3 separate regions of the Mus musculus genome follow, and regions 1 and 2 are each linked to region 3. Evidence: chromatin contacts called from public HiChIP or PLAC-seq and promoter capture Hi-C data. All regions are on one chromosome and are shown on one strand. Each heading gives the region's core, a stretch centred on a gene start, on an enhancer-like site or on the middle of the called end of the contact. The rest is flanking DNA. Distances are from core to core; before and after follow the strand shown.

Region 1 (3,725 bases), core at 693-3,192, 100 kb before region 3:
GGAGCTGTGGGAGTAGAGACAGGGTCTCACTATGTAGCCCTGGCTGGTCTTGAGCTCAGAGATCCACCTACCTCTATCTCTCAAATGCTGGGCTTTAAGGTGTGTGTGTCCCACCATGCCTGACAGCACTGCTTCTCAGTCTTAGCTATAGATTGGAATTACCCAAGGTGTAGCTCAGTGGAACATGTTCTAAGCATGCATGCGATCCCCCAGTGCACACACAGGCATGTTCACACATCACCTATAATACCCAGTCTACTCACACGGCCAATTAAGTCAGACTATCAGTAGAAGAAGGGAGGTTCCCAAGCTGTGCTTTAGGCTGGGGAGTTACTTGTGTGCTCTGTGTAGCATGAGGTTCAGCACCCTGACCTGGAGCATTTCATCCCTCACCCCCCCCCCCATTCAGCCCCTACTCCCACCTGCAACAAAAATGCCTGGAACCTAGATATTCCTGAGACACCACTCACACAGGGAGCTTTGTGTTCCAGCAAGTGTCAGAACTTTGCTCCCATAGTAACCTGTGTTACTAGACAGTCTTCCAGAGGAGTCAGAGAAAAAGTGGGACGAGCCCTGGAAGCTCATTAAATCCAGGCCTCTTCCTAGAGCATTAAGAAATCGGAGATTGTAAAAGATGAATGCCTTCCTGCAGCTCAGACTACTAAAATCACTGCCCTGGGTGTCACGTCACATCCGCTGATGCTGGGTTCTATGGGTTGTTTACTCTGAGGCAGGATCTCACTGTGGCCCAGACTGCCTCACACTGTAGCTCTCCTGCTTCAGCCTCTCGAGCCCTGGGATTGTAGGCTTGCAGCACCATTGCAGCACCATTCGCAGCTGCTGTTCTACGGACTTTACAGCTGTGCTTCCGTGCGTGCAGTCAGGGCGGCTGGCCTGAGTCAGTTCTGCCACCCACCAGGGAGGTTCCAGAGAGCACATTCCAGCCATCAGGCTTGCCAGTGAGTGCCTTAACCACTGAGCCATCTCACCAGCTCCCAGCCACTGTTTGCAGCATAGTCTGAGTTTCTCTAGCAACAGATAAGCTCCACAGATTCCTACTTAAGGAAGCATGACTCTTCACTACTCAGAGCAGGCCAGTGAGCTGTGTAAGGAGTGGACCTTTTCAGGCTGTCTGGCTTTTCCATCCCACACCCCTGCATCGCAGCCTATGGCCTCCACCTTGCTGAGTGCTTTTCCCTGGCATTACACTGTGAGCTTCACACACTGATGGTGGTGAAGGCAGCTGTGCCACTGCCACTGCCCAGGAAGATGGACAGCCTGAATGACTGCTCACCTCTCCCCACACACAGACCTGGATTCTAGCAGGAATCCTTGTCTGACTGAGCAGTTACCGTCCCCCTGCCATCACAGACACCCCACCCAGCTGGCTCTGCAGTGCGCTAAGTGGATTCTCTGTACAAATTGAGCACCTCTCACCCAAAATCAAACGTGCTTCGAAACCCGGACAGTTTTGAAAGCTGACATGGCGATTGGGTCTTTGAAGCTTCGGAGCATTTCAGAACTTTAGGTTAGGGACGTTCAATTAGTAAAGTCTACAAATACTTAATAGCTTAAAACACTTTGGTCCAAAGCATTTCAGATAAAAGGTCCTCGGTGCAGTAGATACTATAGAGGGGAGGTGTAAAGGGTTCCTCTTCTTCACAGCAGCCTGTGGTCATATCAGACAGACCCTGCTGAGCACTACAAGGGAAGCCGGCACTGGCAGCTGCTGGGGCTCAACCCTGGATTTCTGAGAGGGGCAGGATCTGAAAGACGACTCCCTCTGCAAGCCATGTCTTACCATCCCTTCTCCCCAGCAAACTATCCAGACCTGGCGCCACAGCCAGCCTTCATCCCTGCTGCCACACAGGCTGGGCATTTGGCTGGAAGCGGGAGCAGCTGGCACAGCAGAAGCTGGAGTAATATTCATTGCCACAGAGCTGGGCCTGCAGGATCAACGCACAGTTGGCCAGCTCCGGCTGGTCGATGCAGTCCTTGCCTAGGTCCCTGGACTGTGCGGCTGGCGCTGCAGGACAAGGAGAGAAAGGGCTGAGGCAGCTCTCGCTGCAGCCTCTCACAGGCCCTCCTGTGACCCTTATCTGCGGCCTATGCCCAGTGCACAGCCTTTTCCAGGCTTTCCTATTTCTGGCTAGACCATCGACGGCTCCACATTTAACTTCCTGCCCTACTGTCTGGAACTGCAAAGCCAATGACAGCTATATGGGCCCAGATTGGCAGGAAAGATCAGTAGGGTCAGTCCTAGGGAAACCGGAAGTCAGTAAGCCATTGCCATCTTCCTATTGCTACTGGGTTCCACCAACCTCCCAGCTTGCATCTGTCTCCTATATCCCCATCTTTCCTGGTTTCCACCCGAGAACGTGATGAATCTTCAAAGTTCTAAGACTACACGGAGGCCCAAGCCCGCGTGCCACCCTCAATATCCTACGAGTGTCTGGTGATTGTTAAGAATTTGATTCCACTCTCTCATCCTACAATTACCCCCCTTCTCTCTGCAGGCTCTTGCAGCACTGTCCCTACCACCAGGCACACAGCAAAAACCTGAGTGCTGTCTGCTGCCCTGGCCCCACAGCCGTGTCCTCCCCTCAGAAAATGAGGCAGACAGAATGGTTAGCAGACAGCCTTTGTCCCCACAATATATCCTATTCACTTAACCCTTGGGCAGAACAAGCCAGGGTGAGAAAAGCCTAAGCCAACTAACTCCAGTGCTCCCAGTCATGAGACACTCACTATGTGACTCCAAACCAACGAGTTAGAACAGATCTGCAGCCTGGTCAGTGAAAGGAATACAGACAGGCTGGGGGGGGACAGCCGGGCTTCTGGAGAGATGCCTCCAGAATATGGAACATATTCTTAGCCACATGCAGCAGAGAGCAAAAGAGGCCTGTGGCCGTGGGTGGTGTCTGGGAGATCAGCTTGGCAGCCACACATCACCAAAAGCCTAAAAGCCTACTAGCCACCATTGTCAAACAAGCTTCCCTCACTGTAGACACATCTACGGCTGATCACAAATGTAAACATCCAGGTCCCCTTGAGGAGTTTGGTAGTGTGGTAGGTTTTGTCTTAAGTCAGGATAATGTTCTAGAATTCATAGGCATGTGTCACCATGTATCACCATGCTCAGATCCTCAGTCTCCTAAGGTCTCTTCTCTTCACCACAGTAAATCTGCATTCTGGGTTTTCCTGGTCTTATTAGTTTGATCAGTGTATAGATGAGTAGGATTTTCTAGAAACATCAAAGGTAGAAGTCCTGCCATATGGGACTTTGACCAGAGTGTGGTCACACAGGCACACACAGTCACAGCCGTGTGAGTCTCCATATTGCAGAGCACTTGTCTGGGCCCTAGGGTCCCAGGGAGCTCACAGAGGGAAACCTGAGTGTCAGTCTCACAAAGCAACACTGTAGCAGACACCTTCAACCCCTGGCCAGTTCTCACCCGCAGTCTGGCATCCAGGAGGACAGCCAGGCCTGCCCCGGTGGCACGGCAATGTTCAAGCACACCAGGCAGTTGGTACCATTACCGCCAAGCCAAGAACCCTTTCTCTGGCATCTTCGGGATGCACCTCAGGTTATGAGAACTGGCTGTTTGACTGGAGGCTCTGAGCTGTTTGATGTTCCATCTCCCTGAAACACTAAGACCTGTGGAGAGCACTGTGAGGGGCCCCTCCTGCCCTGTCACTTAAACACAGAGCCCCTGCAAGTTTGA
Region 2 (3,985 bases), core at 549-3,048, 110 kb after region 3:
TGAACTTAGCATATGCCTGGACTATAGAAAAACTCTACTTGTATTTTAGGGTACTGGTCTCAGTTGTAATTAGAGAATCTCTTGGTTTCTTTGGCTCTCTTCCTCTGAACTCAGCCAAAAAAGATAAGAAAGCAAAGTGAACTAGAAACCAACAAATACAAATCATTAATAGAAACTCAGTGTTGAGGATAACTGCCCATATAAATTAGTTAAGAATCTCAGAGGAAAATGATAAACTAATCACTTGTTGGATTGGGGTAGGACTTATCACGAGGTTTCTGTTGTGATGGGGTCAGGGAGCTCTGGATAGTGCTTTGTGTTACTTGGGGATGGGGATGGTTTGGGGTTGCTGGCACTGGGAACAGCTTAGCAAACTTGAGAGGGATGTCTGATCATAGTTGGTGCAGATCTGATCTACTTTAGAGGCCAGGACTAGAAGGGCCTCCATGTTGAGCAACTCAGAGTGCTTCCTGGTGCCTTTGTAGCTTATCTTCTAGAGTCTGGCTGGGCTATAATTCCCTTCCTCTCCTCTCTCCTCAGCTCATTGGCTCTTTCATTGCTGCTTTTCCCTTCCCAGGGTTGCTGGGGGAAAGTCCATGTGTGTGCATGCTTCCTGACCCATTCTGAGTACTAAGATGCGATCTTTGGAGTCATTGCTGCTGCCCACTTGGATCAGAGGCGGCCGGCTGGTGCCTTCCTCCCATGAAATACTCTGATTTCCAAATAGAAATAGTAGGGATCTTTGAGAACTGTTCATTCATTTTACAAAATACTTGGAATGTTACACAAATTAAGTTTTTTAGTAAGTCGGAAAGTGGGAGAAGTGGGTAAGATAGAGGTGCTATTGGGTTTCTTTCTGAAAGATTGATTTTTTTTTTAATTGTGTTTGTGTCTCTGTGTGGCTCTATGCACGTGAGTGTAGGTTAGGGGCATTGGGTCCCCCAGAGCTGGGTTCCATTCCTGATGAGGTGCCGGAGTGGAAGAGTAGTACATGCTCTGAACTGCTGAGCCATCTTCCCCCTTGTGGGCTCCTTTCAGCTTAATATTTGTTAGGTGTTGCTTTACTAAGAGTCAGCTGCAGCACCACTATCAATAATGCGTTGCTTTGTTTTGTTTTGTTTTGCTTGAGAAAGGGTCTCTTTATGTAGCTCTGGCTGGCCTGGAACTAAGAGATCTCCCTACCTCTGTTCCCCGAGTGCTGGGATTAAAGGCATGTGCCACTACTGTCTGGCAATAATGCACTTTTGTTTAATTTCTTTGTTTTTTGTTTTTGTTTTTTTGAGACAAGCCTCACCAGGCTTGGCAGCAAGTGTTTTTACCCATCTTGTGTGGCTCCTGACCCTCTGTGAGGCAGAGTCTCACTATGTATCCCCTGGCTGGCCTAGAACTCATGGAGGTCCTCCTTGCCTCTGCCTCCTAGGTATTGAGATTCAAGATACATGCCACCACTTCTTGTTAATGCCTTCTTTTGTTTAGTGGGAGAAGAAAGGCGTTATTTGAAGTGTGTGGTGAGAACTTTTAGGTGGAGCTGGCTTGCCTCAGGCCACGCTGAGTTGCTGTCTGGGTGACAGGCAGGAGGGAGCCTAGTTGCTCTCGCAGCACACTTGGGTGTTTTCCCAGTGGGCTGATTCTAAGTACTAATGGCTCCTGTTCTCACTGTGTGCCACACACTGGGCTGTGCCCTTTGCTATTTATCTTAGATTGGACTTTTATCTTAGGCTGTCCTCCTTGTCCCCACAGGGTTGGGCTGCCAGTTGTTATCTAATGTCCTGGAGGCTTCCTAGTGAAGTAGCTCTTTCAAGGCCCAGCCAGCAGTGGCTCAGCTCTGGGTGGAGCTGCTAACTTGCCTGAGGTTTCAAGAGTCCAGGCTCCAGGAGGGGCAAAGGTGATGTTGCTCCTGCTTTTGTTTTTGTTTCAGGACCAAGGACTATTTCAGTCTGTCAGAATTGGGTGGGGTGACAAGGACTGCTCACCTCAGAAGTGGGTGAAGGTGGGGTGGATGAGTATAAGCACACAGATGAGAGAAGCTGGGGCCATGGCCCTTCCAGAGCCTTCTTTCCTTCCTTACCAAAGGGAACCTGTCTTTTTGTTTTTGAGATGTGGTCTCAGCAGGTAGTCAGTCATGGCTCACCCAGAGCTCCTCTGTAGCCCTGATCCTCCAGCGTCAGGCTCTGGTGCCCTGGCCGCTTTCTTTTTTTCTTTTTTTTTTTTTTTCCTTTTTTAAATTTTTATTAGATATTTTCTTTACTTACATTTCAAATGTTATCCCCTTTTCTGGTTTCCCCTCCAGGGACCTCCTGTTCCCCACCCCACCGCCCTTCTTGACTTTTGCTTTTCCTAGCCATCTAAATGAAGGCAACTGAGTCTTTTCTGGCTGAGGGAAAGTTGTCTACAGTTGTTTAGTAGTGTTACCAGGGAGCAAAGGAATGTGGAAGACAGGAAGGAGGGTGAGGCCTGCCTTCAGGTTTGCCCAGCAGGTTTTCCTCATCTGTTCATTTTATTGTTTATCTGTTTATTTTATTTGTGGGGCCAGTGGAGGTCAAATGGATATGTCCTTACTTTACATAAGAAAAAAGCCACTTGCACATGCCGCTTGCTCATAGACCACCAGAAGGCAGGTTGCTAAGGGTTTGGAGTTCTTTCTCTTGGTCTGAGGCTATACCCAACAAAAAACCATATGGGTTTAGTATGTCTTAGGATACTAAATACCGGGTAATATTCCAGATGTTAGTTTTATCATATGTACATATACACAGACACACAGAGACTTATGTGTGTGGTAACTTTGCTTGCTTTTCTTCTTTCTCTCTTTCTTTCTTTCAAGATAGATTTTGCTCCATAGCTTCTGCTGACCTTGAATTCAAGAGCCTCCTGCTGTCTTTGCTGCTGTCTTGCCTCAAGAGTACTGGGATTACAGGGGTGTGTAAGCACACCTAGCTTATTTGTATATTATGTACATCATTTCGAGAGCATATTGTTAAGCTAGAAACACTTAATTCTGACCTAGATACCAGTTGCTGCTTGTGGGTTGATTTTCACGGGAGACCCTGAAGGCCTAGGCTTCCTTGCCTCTGGTCTGGGCATGTAGACAGTCATTCCCTCCGGCTACCCTGGCCTTAGCTGACTCCTTACTAGGAGAAGTTATGGGGCTTTTGTTTGTGTCTTGCTGGCCACCTTAGCAACTTGGAACCAGACTGGCTGAGTGACGCAGGTGCAAACGGACTGTTCTTTGTCACTTAAGATTTTTTGGTTGGTTTGTTTCTTGAGACAGGGATTCACTATATTGTAGCCCTGGCTGCCCTGGAACTCAACTATGTAGATCAGGCTGGCCTCAGAGAGGTTCACTTGCCTCTCTTTCCCCAGAACTGGGATGAAGGCCCATGCCACCACACCTGTTCGCCGCTAGGGTTAAACTCTGGGCTTGTGCGGCAAGTGCTTGGATCTGATGAGCTTTTTTTTTTCCCTTGTTTTTTTTTGTTTTGTTCTGCTTTGTTTTTGTTTTTTTGAGGCAGGGTTTCTCTGTGTAGCTCTGGCTGTCCTGGAACTCACTGGGACCCACATAGTGAAAAAAGAGAGCCAACTCCTTCAACAGAATCGCCATGCCTTCCATATTGTGCCAATGCACTCATGTACACACACACACACACACATTGTATTTTAAGAAAAAAAAAAAAAAAGAGGTGGGGGACTGGAGAGATGACCCAGTGTTTAAAGAGCACTTGCTGTTCCTCTAGAGTTCCCAGCACCCACATGGTGGCTCACAACTGCCTCTAGCTCCAACTCAGGTTATGTGACTTCATCTTTTAGCTTCTAAGGGCAGCATGAGCCACGTGCAAACACACACACACACACACACACACACACACACACACAGTGCATAGACATACAGGCAAAACACCCATATACATAAAATAATAATTAAAAAAAACTTTAAAATTTAGATCGGAGTGGTGGTGCACGTCTTTAACCCCAACATTCTGGGAGG
Region 3 (3,677 bases), core at 972-3,471:
TCCTCTGGCCTCTGAATTTGTGAGCATATAGGCAAAGACTTCAGCTTTGCATATAAAGTAGAGGTGCACACACATACATATCACACCCACAGAATAAGACTCAACATGGTCTCTATCTGTACTGTCAAACAGACTACAGGCCATCCTAGGTTAGATCAGGTGGATGAATTCGCTCTACTCTCGAGTCATTCACCATCTCTGTTATCCAGGCTGGCCGTGATTTTCCAGCTCAGCCTTCCAAGTAGCTGGGACTCCTAAAGCACCGCCTATACCTGGAAATTATAAAGACTCAACCCAAAGTTATTTTAATAATTCTGTAATGAAGTTATTTTTATTGTGAGTCAATGTCTCTACCTTCTGTGGAAATGGATGGAATACAAGTATTTTTAAATTAAAAACGAATATTTACATCTAATTAACTTGCATAAATTCTTTCTGCTTTCACTCAAACAAGGAACTGGAAAAGACATCTGAAAACCAAATAGGGATTCTTGGAGCAGCAAATAGGAATCAGGTTTCTTTTAGACAAGGAAACACTGTGCCAGGTGCTGGGGATACTGTAGTCAGGGGTTGCTTCTGGTCACTGAAGAGCCTCCTAACTATCTAGAGAGGACAAGTTAATTTGACACGGATTTCCTGTTAAAAATGAAACTGTTAGCTACACTGGATTAACAAATCATTAAGACTAATTTCAACTGCTTCTTGTTACCTTTAAAAATGTGTCTGTGGGGCTGGAGAGATGGCTCAGCTGTTAAGAGCACTGACTGCTCTTCTGAAGGTCCTGAATTCAAATTCCAGCAACCACATTGTGGCTCACAAACATCCGTAATGAAATCTGATGCCCTATTCTGGGGTGTCTGAAGACAGCTACAATGTACTCACATATAATAAATAAATAAACCTCTAAAAAATTTTTTAAAAAAGTGTCTGTGGGAACATTTAAAACTAGTATTTGTGGTTCACGCTCATCTTTCAAGGGTACAATGGTACAGAGATCCTTCTAAAACAACACCAGGCCTTTCATTCCTATCGCTGACAATGCTCCCTGAAGCTTCCGTGTTTCTCAGCTTCTGTGACACTGCACTATTGTGGTTTCTGCATTCGTCCTCCTCAGCAGCCTCGTTGTCCTCCTTCTACCTGGCTCTTTGTTGTGTTCCCTAAGTGTCCACCCAGTTCTCTGCTCCAACATCAAACAGCAAATCTACTTAAGTGACCCATGTTTACAGTTTACAGCTCTGACCTCAGGCCATCTTCACCCGCTGTCACTTCAAAAGTACTATTTCCAAACCACTGCCTAACTTCCTTATTTCTCTCTCATTCTCCAAACTTGAACCCAGTCAATCTTATGCGTTAGTTGAACAGATCGCCTGTCCTGCTCACGTTTCTTCTACGTTTCTGTTACTGGAACTCTCATTTCTCCTAGTTATGTAAAAAGTTACCTCAATTGTCTCATGCACTCCGTCCTCCACTACCAGGCGGATGTGCCTGAGCCTCTGTTCGCGGCAGTGCCACATTTGAAAACGTGAAAGGGAAGAACTAGCAAACACTAAAGGCGCCTACAAGCGTCAGACACATGCATCGTGACAGTTCTGAAGAAAGAACAAGCGCCATACGACTCTTCGCCTGCCAACAGACACACTGAGAAGTTAGCCCCGAGTGCCACTCACTCACTTCTGGACTATGACACACTCGGGGCACCAGACGCAGAGTTTCACCAGTTGCTCAAGGCGACCCAGCCTAGGGCGCTTCCTCTATCTCTAGCTCCACTCTGATCGAGAGGCCACCCCTGATGCCAGCCATCTGCTCCCGGCCGCCCGGGGAAGCCAGCACTTCCGGGGTACCAAAGCTCGGAGAAGGCTGCTCTCAGTCTGGCCCCGGCTGGGTTCCGAGAAACCGGCTTCACCCCGTTTCCCACGCGGGGTTCCTCGATCTCCGCCCGCCTGGACCCCGCCCCTCATCCCTAGAGACGCCCGCAGCGCGGCCCTCGGAGACACAGGCCCGCCCGGACCCCCGGCAGGCAGGCGACGGTGAACACGACCGGCAGAGACACCCTCCGCCCCGCACACCCTGGGCACGCACCTTCTCTCTCCGCGCCCGGGCGGCCGGCTCGCAGCCTAGGTTTCCGCCTCAGCTGCCGCTGTTTTGTTTCCGACGAATACTCGCGGCCCACGGAGCAGGTCGTCCTAGGCCCCGCCCTAGAGGTCTCACCGGTGTCGCAACTTCCGGCCTCGGCGACGTTGGCCCCTAGACCCGGGAGGGGACGGAGCTTCCGGTGGCGCGCGCAGGCCACGAGGGCTGGGGGCTGGAGCTGGCCTAATCCACTCGCATAGATGTAAGGATGTGCGCGACCTGAGGCCTCTCTAGGGTTTGAGGCGCGTCTAGCGTTCTTCCAGTCTACAAGTGACATTTTCCCTTGTTTTTGGTTGAGACTGCGATTCGAGCGTTCCCTGCCGGTATCAAACATACCTTGTAGGAAAGGATGGGCTTGAACCTATTTATTTGGTTTCCATGTGTGGGGACACCGTGCCTTGTTTTGTAGTGACATTTTAAATCCAACACTTCCCATTTCTCCACAGTATTTATTTGAACAGTTCCTCAAAACGGATAAAATTTACTGTTTGTACTCTCAATAAACCAAAGCGATTGGTGGGTAAACAGAACCTGAGAAATATCCTATTAGTCTAGGTTCCGAGTCTGAAAGTCTTCCCAGATGGCAAGCTTCTAGAAAGCAAAGAATGTTTCCTATCTTGATTTTTACATCCCTCAGATTTTCCTTAATCGGAGAGACAATTATCAACAGCACACCACACATTTCACTTGGGCAAAAAACAACAGAGAAATTATTCATAATCCCAAATAACCAGAAAACGGCTAATGTGCTTAAGGAGCACACACGAGGAACTAGATTCTACTCCCAACAGAGACAAATACATCGGGATGGTGTTGTATCTGAAATCATAACACTCAGGAGGAGATGGGGCAGGACAGTGAGTTGAAATCGGACTGGGATTCCTAGCAAATTACAGGTCAAACTAAGATACACTGGGTCAAACTTCCTTTTTTCTACTTCCCAGAAGGCCTCGTTCTAAATAGTAGAGCATCCATCTCCATTTTCTCCCAACATTCTCAACCCTGCTTCAATAAACTCAGACTTCACTATTTTCATGCTTAAGATCTTGATACTTTAGTCTTTTCCGCCAGCGGAATGGCAACTGGGAGGAGACATAGCATAACCTTGGGTAGTTTTCCCTCAATCATTTACTTATACCCTCAATCATTTACTTATATGGGAAGAAGGCAGAAAATTGTAGACAGTACAGAACAAGCTCAATACACTTGCTAAACAAGCATAGACTAAAAGCCATTTGCAAACTACATTAATTGCGATCTTTTGGTAGAATGGCAAATGCTGTAAACTATACAGAGAAGCAATTTCGACAAACATTTTTGTGCAAAGATGTTCGTGGAGTACTGGTATATATATAAAAAAATCTCACTGTCCTACAACAAATCTTAGTTCACCTAGGTTATAAAACTCATGAATGGGGCTGGTGAGATGGCTCAGTGGTTAAGACCACTGACTACTCTTCCAAAAGTCCTGAGTTCAAATCCCAGCAACCACATGACGGCTCACAACCATGAGATCTGACGCCCTCTTCTGGTGCGTCTGAAGACAA

What was found. Promoter capture Hi-C pulls out the DNA fragments that hold promoters and counts their contacts. HiChIP or PLAC-seq counts read pairs in DNA pulled down with a chosen protein or histone mark.
Region 1: a contact with region 3 is called in a promoter capture Hi-C map of liver. The contact joins the enhancer-like site here to the promoter of Psen1 in region 3. A contact is called at or near these places in 4 of 39 promoter capture datasets (embryonic stem cells, epiblast stem cells, hippocampal neurons and 1 more), 1 of 484 Hi-C or Micro-C datasets (cortical neurons), 2 of 115 datasets of contacts at active chromatin or transcription factors (embryonic stem cells and neural tube) and 3 of 9 other capture datasets (adipose tissue, liver and pancreatic islet).
Region 2: a contact with region 3 is called in an H3K27ac HiChIP or PLAC-seq map of extraembryonic endoderm stem cells. The contact joins the enhancer-like site here to the promoter of Psen1 in region 3. A contact is called at or near these places in 3 of 39 promoter capture datasets (the HPC-7 cell line and liver), 7 of 484 Hi-C or Micro-C datasets (cerebral cortex, cortical neurons, nephron progenitors and 2 more), 6 of 115 datasets of contacts at active chromatin or transcription factors (embryonic stem cells, extraembryonic endoderm stem cells and trophoblast stem cells) and 3 of 9 other capture datasets (adipose tissue, liver and pancreatic islet).

Annotation. Positions count from the first base shown.
Region 1 is chr12:83,790,133-83,793,857 of GRCm38.p6, reverse strand. Papln (papilin, proteoglycan-like sulfated glycoprotein) reads right to left here. Exons shown (of 27, transcript NM_130887.3): 27 at 1,474-2,026. The coding sequence ends at 1,851. Among named protein-coding and RNA genes, the nearest start is that of Papln, 28 kb to the right of the region's middle. Within about 2 kb of position 1,942, at least 31 of the 459 cell types and tissues checked have an H3K27ac peak or open chromatin away from gene starts, as enhancers often do. A contact at or near this core is called in liver, where this site is marked.
Region 2 is chr12:83,577,069-83,581,053 of GRCm38.p6, reverse strand. All of the region lies in intron 2 of Zfyve1 (zinc finger, FYVE domain containing 1), which reads left to right. Among named protein-coding and RNA genes, the nearest start is that of Gm51952, 17 kb to the right of the region's middle. Within about 2 kb of position 1,798, at least 104 of the 459 cell types and tissues checked have an H3K27ac peak or open chromatin away from gene starts, as enhancers often do. A contact at or near this core is called in adipose tissue, embryonic stem cells, extraembryonic endoderm stem cells and 3 more, where this site is marked.
Region 3 is chr12:83,686,696-83,690,372 of GRCm38.p6, reverse strand. It overlaps Psen1 (presenilin 1), which reads right to left and starts at 2,221. Exons shown (of 12, transcript NM_001362271.1): 1 at 2,080-2,221.